3 separate regions of the Mus musculus genome follow, and all the other regions are linked to region 1. A link is a contact called in public promoter capture Hi-C data. All regions are on one chromosome and are shown on one strand. The core of a region is the stretch at or near the end of the contact, and the rest is flanking DNA. Distances in the headings are between cores, read along the strand shown. Region 1 holds the start of Rab3il1 (RAB3A interacting protein (rabin3)-like 1). Region 2 holds the start of Atl3 (atlastin GTPase 3). Region 3 holds the start of Plaat3 (phospholipase A and acyltransferase 3).

What was found. Promoter capture Hi-C pulls out the DNA fragments that hold promoters and counts their contacts.
Region 2: a promoter capture Hi-C map of hippocampal neurons shows a contact between it and region 1, with 5 times the contacts expected there. A contact is called at or near these places in 1 of 39 promoter capture datasets (hippocampal neurons) and 1 of 130 datasets of targeted methods (acute myeloid leukemia).
Region 3: a contact with region 1 is called in a promoter capture Hi-C map of hippocampal neurons, with 5 times the contacts expected there. A contact is called at or near these places in 2 of 39 promoter capture datasets (frontonasal cranial neural crest and hippocampal neurons).

The regions. Positions count from the first base shown.
Region 1 is chr19:10,016,492-10,019,770 of GRCm38.p6, reverse strand. It overlaps Rab3il1 (RAB3A interacting protein (rabin3)-like 1), which reads right to left and starts at 1,577. Exons shown (of 10, transcript NM_144538.3): 1 at 1,412-1,577. The coding sequence starts at 1,422.
Region 2 is chr19:7,492,687-7,495,965 of GRCm38.p6, reverse strand. Atl3 (atlastin GTPase 3) reads right to left here and starts at 1,528. Exons shown (of 13, transcript NM_146091.4): 1 at 1,305-1,528. The coding sequence starts at 1,350. It overlaps Gm52401 (a long non-coding RNA gene), which reads left to right and starts at 2,172. Exons shown (of 2, transcript XR_003952920.1): 1 at 2,172-2,349; 2 at 2,919-3,172.
Region 3 is chr19:7,555,765-7,559,043 of GRCm38.p6, reverse strand. It overlaps Plaat3 (phospholipase A and acyltransferase 3), which reads right to left and starts at 1,585. Exons shown (of 5, transcript NM_139269.2): 1 at 1,480-1,585; 2 at 1,049-1,112. The coding sequence starts at 1,063.

The DNA.
Region 1 (3,279 bases), core at 328-2,827:
GGAAGACGGCTCAGTGGGTAAGAAGGCTCTCTGTGTAAGCCTGAGGACCCAAGTTCAGATCCCAGTGTGGTCATCATATGCACCAGCAAGCTCAGCACTGCGAGGGGACACAGCACCGTGAGAATCACTGGCATATACTCGCCACCAGCTTGGCTCAACAAGTTCCAGGTTCAGTGAGAGACCTGGGAATACAGAGAGAGACAGGACACCTGACATCTCCTCTGACCCTCCTCCTCCCCCAAAGTGCTCAAGCTGGCTCCAACCCAGAGAAGGGGGTGTTGTTACCCTGAGGGCCATACAGCAATTGTCTCGGTCCACCCAGCAGAAAGGCTCACAGCTTCCTTCAGACCAGGCTGCTCCTCAAACACACAGCCCCAGGCACATGCATTCCTCCAAGCACAATTGCCTCCACCAGAGGCAGGCACCAGGAACCCACCCAAAACACTTCCCAAGCCTAGCTAGCCTCCTTCCCTGGAGCAACTCTCCAAGAAACACAGGCTGACTTCTGCTCCCTCTAAAAGATCAAGCCAGCCCACACCCCACAGGAGCTCAGTTCTAGTGCCCTGGCCGTGTCGAAGCTGCATGGTTCCCCTAGCATTTCGACTCCAATCAGCTGGGGTCCGTGAGAGTAAATAGATCTCACCTGTTCCCCTCCCCAGGGCTCTCCTCCTTCCGCCTATCCTCTGCCTATCCTGAAACAGTCCTTAGCAGGAACAACCGCAAGACCTAGTCTTTGCAGTCCTGGAAGGAGGAGGCGTTTGTCTATTTAGACAAGAAAGAACATCAACCTATGTGAACAGGGAGCAAGGTCTCCTCCTATTAGACTGGCCAAGAACAGGAGTCAGCTTCAAGAACCGATGGCCCTAACAGATGGAAGTGAGGATGAGGGGTGGGAAAGGGGTTCACCCAGGACTCAGGGTCTGTGCCTATCTCCCTCCAGACTGTGGGAAGGTACCACCCACCTCACATCTTGAATCAGAAGGTTCTAGTCAACTAGCTAGGGATGGACCTTGGAGAGACACAGCTAGCTTTCTCAACTGCACTGCTTCTCCAGAGTTCATGGGTGTGCTCTCCTTTAAATACGTGCCCCAGATTTACTTTTGAGGTATGCATACTACTATGCACCACCCCCACTACCACTTCTCTCATGCACTCCACTGGAGCTAGGAGTTGGAGGGGGTCACCCTTCTCACCCTGGGGCAACTCAGATCGGTCCTGCCAAGGTCCTTTCAGCTCTCGGGCTGCAGTGTGTCCTCATGCTACAATGCACCTCGCTGCTGCAGGCAGGGCTGAGAGTACAGATTATCTCCCAAGTGGGGTGCAAACAACAGCAGTGAGCCCCTGTTCACCCATCCCAGGAGGCCAGCACGGCCCAGACGGAGCGCAGAGCCACCGGCGTGCAGGGACCTACCCGCTCCACATCCCAGCGTCTCCGCCGTAGCCGCGTCCTCGCGCGCCGCCAACTCTGCCGGGGGCCCCAGAGCTGCCCTGCCGCCTGTCAATCGCTCCACCGCCAGTCTGTCCCGCTGGCCGCCCTGGGTTTGCGGCTCCGCCCCACCGGAGCCCTTCCCCTGCCCTGGGCGGGTCACGTGTCTGAGAGGCGGGCCCCAGGCCACGTGCCCGGTCCCGCCCCTTTGCCGGCCCAGCCCTGTCCCTCTTGCTGCCTGGGGACAATGACCCGCCAGAGTGAACGGGACTGGTTCCATCATCTTGCATCCAGAGCTGGCCTCCGCCTTTCCCTATCACTTTCTGCCTTGCACTTTTGGTCCACCCTTGTTTGAGAACCTACAATGGCTCTCGGGGGTGGTCTCAGCTCTGTTTCTCGCTCAGATTGTCACTCAAAGTGGACAAACAGCTCCTGTACCCTCATTCAGACTTCTAGCCCTGTTACCGGTCTCTGGAGCTCTTAGATGGCATCAATCCCTGATTGACACTGGGCTTCTGGGAAGGGGGCGGGGCAGACCCTGAACAAGTTATCATTCGTTGAGCAGTTTAAGCTAAGAGAGCGCTACCTTGGCCCAATCTTACCAGCTCTACTTCCAGGTCCCTCCTCTTGCATCTCTGAATACTCTGTTCGTCCCTGCCTTTCAAGCCATCCTAAGCACAGGAGACGTCTCTGCCAACTTCGCTAGCACCTGTCTGTCCCAGGTACTTAAAAAAAGATTTGTAAAAAGCTTAGTCACCTGTCCCTCAGTTCCTATGCCCTCCTTTTATCCTGGCTCTAACCACTGACCTGAATGAAGTTCAGCCTCAGATCAGGATCCAATAAGTAGAGCCCATAGTCAACCTCTCCTTGAGTACTGCTAGACCAGCTCCCACAGGCAGCGTCTACAGTGCTCCCTGGGCTTGTAAGAACACATTTCACTCATCCATCTACACAACAGCCGCCCCTTCTGAACTGCTAAGGACCACGTGAAACGAAGAAATTCTCCAGGCTGGAACCCCAGCCTCCCTCTCTCCTTTCCCTTAGCCCCCTCTTCTCTGAGGGTGTTGGTCATGTACCACCTAGATTGGTCTCCAGCTTCTGGGCTGAACTAATACTTTCTCCTCAGCTCCCTCAGTGACTACGACCACACGCTTGGCTTATGGAATTCCAGTATGGTAAATGGTAGGAGAATGGGAGACCTGCTTTAAAGGACCTCTACTGCCAGAACCTTGACTTGCCTAGGACCCATCTTCACCAACTAATAGTGGCTCTTTTCAAAACAGAAAAGCCAGGGTGTGGTGGCACACACCTTTAATCCCAGCATTCTGGAGGCAAAGACAGGCAAGATCTCTGAGTTCAAGGCCAGCCTGCTCTACAATGTGAGTTCCAGGACAGCTAGGACTGTTACACAGAAAAACTCTGTCTCAAAAAGCCAAAAAAACAAACCAAAATAAAACCCTGCAACAACAAAAGAACCCCCCCCCCCAAACAACACAACACAACACAACACAGAAAAAGAGTTAGGCTGGAGATGGCTCAGCCAGAAAGGGTATGCATTGCACTTACAGAGGACCCACGTGTGGTTCCCAGCACCCATATCAGGCAATTCAAAACTCTGACTCCAGCTACAGGGGAATCCTATGCCCTCTTCTTCCCTCTTTTGGCCTCTGTGGGCACCTGCATGAGTGTGTAGAAATCCACAAATGAACATACACACGTAATAAAGTATTCTAAAGAAAGACAAGATGCTCCTATCTCAGCTTATAGGAACAAAGACTTGGTGAGTGGAATCCACGTCTTTGCCCATGGTTGGCATCTTCTCCATGGAGAACCTAGACAGCTCTCCATAGCAT
Region 2 (3,279 bases), core at 279-2,778, 2.5 Mb after region 1:
AAGGTTTTTCTGTGTAGCCTTGGCTGTCCTGGAACTCGCTCTGTAGACCAGGCTGGCTTTGAACTGAGAAATCCACCTGTCTCTGCCTCCCAAGAGCAGGGATTAAAGGCGTGCGCCACCACCACCCCTCAACTGTTTTTCTTATGGTTATGACTATTACAAAAGACAGTAAACTACCGAAAATAAAACAATGTTGGTATTGGCCTTATGCTTCACTAGGTGAAAATGTTTTTCACCCATACATCCCCTCACGCATGTAAAAGCTGCACAGGAATTTCTAGAATACAAGCTGGTTTTCGTAGGAAGCAAAACAGCCCTCATTTGATGTTGCAGTTTGTATGTAAGCTGAATACTGACATAGAGTACAAATCCTTAACGTAGGTTTTACTTAACTCCACTTCTCCAAAACAAAACTGAGAACCATGACGTTTTAGACTGCTAGGGGTTTTTTTTTTTTTTTTTTTTTTTTTCTTCACCTTTTGCAAAACATTCCACTTCGTACTCAAATTTGAAGACTGGGGTTTGCTAAAAAATTCTTCAAACACTACTGTTGACTCTTCTTTTTTTTTTCCTTTAGATTTCGCAACTGAAACTTGCAATCATTTCAGGGCCATACCCATTAAACAAGCACAGTGCCAGGTAAAATGACAGGCGAAACTGCATCCATGAATTTACGGAGGGACTATTTGGTTTTCATTTAGTACTTTTACCACCTCATTTTATGTCTCCGGCAAAGCCAAAGGAACCAAACTTACTTTAAAAAAAAAAAAAACAAAACAAAAAACTTGCAAAACAAAACAACCAAATTTAGGCCAATTCTTTTATCACCAAACATGGAGATAAGCGCGGGTGGAAAACGAACTTTACTAATACTTGTCAGTATCTCAAGGTCTTTTCGTTTAAAATAAAACCTTTCAACTCCAAGGCTGCACCGCAGCATTCCAGCACTTTAAGGCTCAACAATAAAGCCTTCCGCCGATCCCGGCCCGTTAAGACGGACCGCCAACCTCGCTTCCCGACCCGGAGCGCGCCACCGCCCGGCACGCCCTGCCCAGCACAGGGCGGAGCTCGACGGGCCAGAACACCAGGCCGCAGGAGGCCGCGGGCTCCCGGCGGAGACTGGGAACGTTCCCCGCTCCAGGAGCCCCGGCCCTGAATTCCGAGCCGAGACACCCGGCGGTGCGGCCTCCCGTCGCCACACCAAAAAAGGCGGCGGCAGGGACGGCTTGTCACCTCGGAGCCGAAGCACTGGGAGGCAGCGTGGGTAACCACGGACCGGGTCCCGGGAAAATTGGACGCCTCACCTGCTCCTCTCGATGCCACCGCTGCAGTTCGCTGAGGGGACAACATGGAGCCTCCTCCTTCAGCAGAAGTAGCAGAGGCAGAGAAGACAGGAGCGGGTTGAGGCTGCCCTGGAGGAGGGAAACAGGCGGAGCCTGGACTTGGGGAGAAACCGAGAAGGAGGGGCGCGCGGAGAAAGCCTACAGCTCAGGAGACAGCCCTGCCGATGGCGCAGGGCGTGACGAGGGCGGGAAAGCGCACGCGGCCGAGTCCCGCCACCGTTCGGTGCGCGTGCGCCGGAGCGGGGATCGTGCCGCGGGTACCTGTGACTGCGTACTGGAATGTCGGGTCCATCGGGAATTGTAGTTCGGCGTTTTCTTGGGCCCGGCCCCTCTGACCCGGGTGTTCGCCCTCATCCGGGGCGTAGAGGAAACGGAGGACAGGACTGGGCCGAGTGGGTCTTCCTACCGCTGAACTACAACTCCCATTAGGCCTTGCAAAGGGAAAAAAATGAGGAGGGCTCTCGGAAGACCCTGCCCGGCGCCTAACCCGGGGACCAGGGCCGGGCTTTGGCCACCCGGTTCCCGCCGGGAGCCCCCACCCGGCCCGCGTGCTGGGCTCTGGTGTTCCTCGCTGGCCAGGACTACAGGTGGTGGTATGAAAGAATTAACATGATGACGCGAACGCTTCGACTTTGACTTCACAAGGACAGACCATCGTGACTTCATTATCATCACCATCACCCCTAATCTCTGATCTGACCAAGGCTTACTAAAAGCTAAAGTAACGCCGGTCGTGGTGGCGCACGCCTTTAATCCCAGCACTTGGGAGGCAGAGGCAGGAGGATTTCTGAGTTCGAGGCCAGCCTGGTCTACAAAGTGAGTTCCTGGACAGCCAGGGATACACAGAGAAACCCTGTCTCGAAAAACAAAAAAACAAAACAAAACAAACAAACAAAAAGCTAAAGTAAGACCTTACTAAGTCAGGCTCCGGGTGGCACGCTGGTAATCCCAGTACTGGAGACCAGGAGAGGAGGATCAGGTGTTCAATACCTTCCTGAACTACATAGTGAGTCTCTGTCTCATTTTCGCGCGACCTCAGACTATTCTGAGCCATGACCCACCTTTTGTAAACTTTAGACTTCTAGGACCGTGATTCAAAGTTACTTTACAAAAGGAAGTTGTTGGGAAATGCTTTTATTCATACTTGACATATTGTGAAAATACAATTTGCCACAACTAAATACTGTTTTCTAACAAATCCTATAGATGGAGGTAGTGTCACCCCAGTGACTTGATTTTTCCTCACCATTGTTTCGTTCATTCAGCAAATGTTTTCTTTATTCCTTCGGCCTACCCTGAACTTCCCTCTATCTCTACACCCTGCCAAGCCTTTCAGCTATCTTTACTTCCTGAGCAATTATGCCAAAGGTTATGAGGTAAAAATTATTCGTAGCCTACCTAAAGAAATCCTGTTTACACTTCTTTAACCCCTCTTTGAGCCCCTTTACCCCCCAAACTCTCAAGACTGTTAGGAAACTCTCTTCTAGCTTTTAGATTTAAACCAAATTAGATCTTCTAGGCTATTGTGTAGTTGTTTCTTCTAAGGTGGACATGACCATTGCTGTCTTGAATCAGCCACAGGAGACTCATTGGAGGAAGGTGTATATCCAAGAGCAAATTGACCAGAAGGACTCTTCCATTACTGAAGCTGCCCATGGAACTCATCAGGAGTGCAGGTTCTTTGTGAATCACCCACGCTCCAGGTGAGATTTTTAATTTGTATAGTTGCCTATAAACTGCCCAAGGGACTTCCTGGTGATGTAACTGCCTTTGAGTCACCCGTGTACCTATAAGTGGCCTCAATAAACTCAATGGTTCACCAAGCTGAACTTGGATAGAATTCTTTCTTTGGTCTGTCAGTGCCCTTACCCCAGAATGACTAGGCCATTGTTTCTCTCTCCCAAGAAAAAGTAACACAGCATAGGCCAACCTGGTC
Region 3 (3,279 bases), core at 336-2,835, 2.5 Mb after region 1:
TCAAAACACACAACTGAGACAAACATGTATTTTTATGAGTCAGCTCCTCACGGCTCAGCAGAGTTCAAGCTTTATATGGAAAATATAAAATATAGTGCTAACTTCTGTGCTCTTGGGTTTTCCCGGGTTCAAACAGAAAGCAAAACAGCCTGGCCTCACAGTACCAGAAACAGAAAGTGCAGCCTGGAGTGACTCTGCTGCTATGAGAACTGTTAGGTTTTAAGTGTTGTTTTCACTTGGGAACCGAATAAACTTGAACTTGATTATAATCCCACACCAGTACTCAGCTGGAGCACAATCCCAAGAGGGTTGTCTGCAAAAACCTGAACCAAATCAACAGTCTTGTTAAAATGAAGAAGACATTTGCCCTGTTCCAATCTCAAGACATCATGGGTTAACAAAGATGCCGGGGGCTGGGATGTGGCTCAGTCGGTAGAGTGCTTGCCTACCATGCAGGAGGGCTTCACAAAACTGGGTATGGGGCCTCACACCTATAATTCCAGCACTCAAGAGGTGGGGGCAGAGAAACCAGAAGGAAGAAACTGTCCTCGCTAAATAGGAAGTTTGAGGCCAGTCTGGGCTACCTGAAGCCTTGTCTCAAAAACAAAAGCAAAACAAAAATCAGAAAGAAAAGAGAAGGGGGGATGGAGGGAAGAAATGAAGGAAAAGCCAGAGCTGAGTGTTTGCTGGCAGCAGGGATGGCCATGGGTCAGCTGACAAGACAAAAATAAGCAGAATCAACTTCAGACATTCGACCCAGGAACCTGCCCAGGGTCCGGGTTTGGTAAGAAGACCCAGCCCCCAACTTCCCCCCCTCTACTGCTTTCTATTGAGCATGTTTCAAGCAGGGTGGCAGCCAACTGCTGAGGCTCAACAGGTGGCAGCTGACCCACAGCTCATACCTGATCCCCCAAGGGTTCAAATGTAGCTTCCTCACTACAAAGCTCCTCTCTTCAAAACAGCGAGTCAGACCCGGAGAAAACAAGAGTCACCATTAAAACACTACACCCATCCCTGGCCCACCCTTGGCTTCTCACGCTGTACTTACTATGGGTGCTAGCATTTTCCAGGATGTGTGAGCTTCAATTTCAGCTTAGCAGCAGCGTGGATGCCTAAGACACAGAGGGGAGCAAAGCTCATTAAGTCTCTAGCAAGTCTCCAGGAGCAGGGTAGCTTTTAGCAGAGCCCTCCAGAAACTTCCACCAAACTTCTCCAACTTTCTCGCTCTCCTCCGCTCTGACCTGAGCTTGCCCTTGAATAGACAAATCCCTCTCTGTAGGGCAGAAGCGGCTCACGGGATCCTTGGTCACCAGCAGGGTTCCTGGCCAGGCAGGCATTCGTGCGCCCCTGGCTCCTTTTCTCCGCGTACGGCGGATGGCAGACAGGTGGCAGCTCTCGCCTGGCTTGTTTACGCAGCCGAAACACTCTCCGCCTCCCAGACAGCCCTCGGGGACCCGCAGAGGCACCCGGGCTTCTCACCTTTGCTTGGGTCCCAGAAAAAAACTCTCCAACCTCCTCGCGCCCCAAGTAGGCAAGTGGAGGCCAGCGCAATGGGGACTGGTTTAATGGCCGCAGAGTCCAGGCTGAGCCAGATCACCCCGCCCCTCCTCCTGTAACTGGCTAATGAGAGCGTCGCCAAGGGCATGCCACTACTCAGTAGTCACTTAGATGCCTCCCTCCCGCTGCGTTCCCGCCTCTCTGCTCCTCTGCCCCAGATTCCCCAGCCCTTGACAGCCTATACACACTCCTCATGGAAGAACATGTTATGTCGAATTACATTTAATCTTTGTACATGAATCATACCAAAAGGCTATTTTTTAAGAGTAATACATGCCTGAAATCCTAGCATTTGACAAGCTGAAGCAGGAGGATTGCCATAAGTTTAAAGTTAGCCTGAGCTACTGTTTGAGATCTTCTCTCCAAAATAATAATAATAAATAATGATGATGATGATGATAATAATAGCCAGATGTAGTTGTTTATGCCTTTGTTTCCTGCACTCAGGAGGCAGAGGCAGGCCCATCTCTGTGAGGCTAGCTCCACATAGTGAGTTCCAAGGGTGCCAGAGCTATGCAAAGAGACCTTGCCTCAAAAATCCAAAATATAATAATAAAAATAAAAATAATGACAACAACAGTAATGTGGGGTTGAGGAGCTGGCTCAGGGGTTGAGAGCACTTGCTGCTCTTGCAAAGGGCCCCGGATGGTTCCCAGGATCCACATGGTGGCTCACAACCATGATTAACTCAGTTCCAGGGGATCCAATACCTTCTTTTGACATTGTTACTCATGAGGTACAGACCTGGTACATGTGCACACATACTGACAAAACACACATAGAGAAGACAGCTTGCACAGGGGTTTCAGCCAATAGAAAGTCTTTATTAGCCTGGCTGTCAACTACAGTGGGTGTTCAGTGTAGCACTTAGCTTTTCTCAGAGTGAGCTTTTAAACACAAAAACCATGTTCTGGGTTGGCATTCTTCAGTTAACAAGAACAGTTAGCCAAAAGCAGGCTCACAGAAGCCAAAAATAAGATTAGTACACCTGGCCTCTGTTTTAGCTTTGGCAGGTGGTGCTGTCTGCCTGAATGATACTTCCATCATGGAGTCAGTTGTGCTAAAGTCTTGGGGCCCACTAAGTCTGAAGCTCTGTTACACTCATAAAATAAATCTCAAAACATTTTTGTAATTGAAGGAGTTAAAAAAATACACTCCCTGGCATTTTGATTGAGGAACATGAAATATGTAATTTCTTTTGATTTCCTTTTCAATATTCAGAGATTACTTTATTCGTGTTTGAAATCAAATCCATGAACATAAAAGGTTAGATGTTTAAAACAGTATATTACCATTGCACAAATGAAAAAAGAAAAAGAAGCATTCTGGACAAACATGGCTACTGTTCATTTCTGTACAGTGTTCTTTTCTCTTTCTTAAAAGCAGAAGATGAGGCTCTGCATGGTGGCACATGCCTTTAAACCCAGCACTCAGGAGTTAGAGGTAGGAAGATCTCTGTGACTTCAAGGCCAGCTGGGGCTACACAGTAAGATCCTGTCTCAAAAGCAAAACAAACAAATAAATCAGGAATCGAAATTCCCAAATGATGGCTTCTCTCACTAAAACAGAAAGAAACCATCACCCAGAGGCCCTGGACTCTACTCCCAGCACCACTCCAAAAGGATAGCAATAACTCGCCTTTTCCGATTTCTCACTTAACGTAAACACTTCTGCAAAGTTTAACTATTCTTTTTCCTCCCTAGCTGCTTCTTGGGGTCCTTG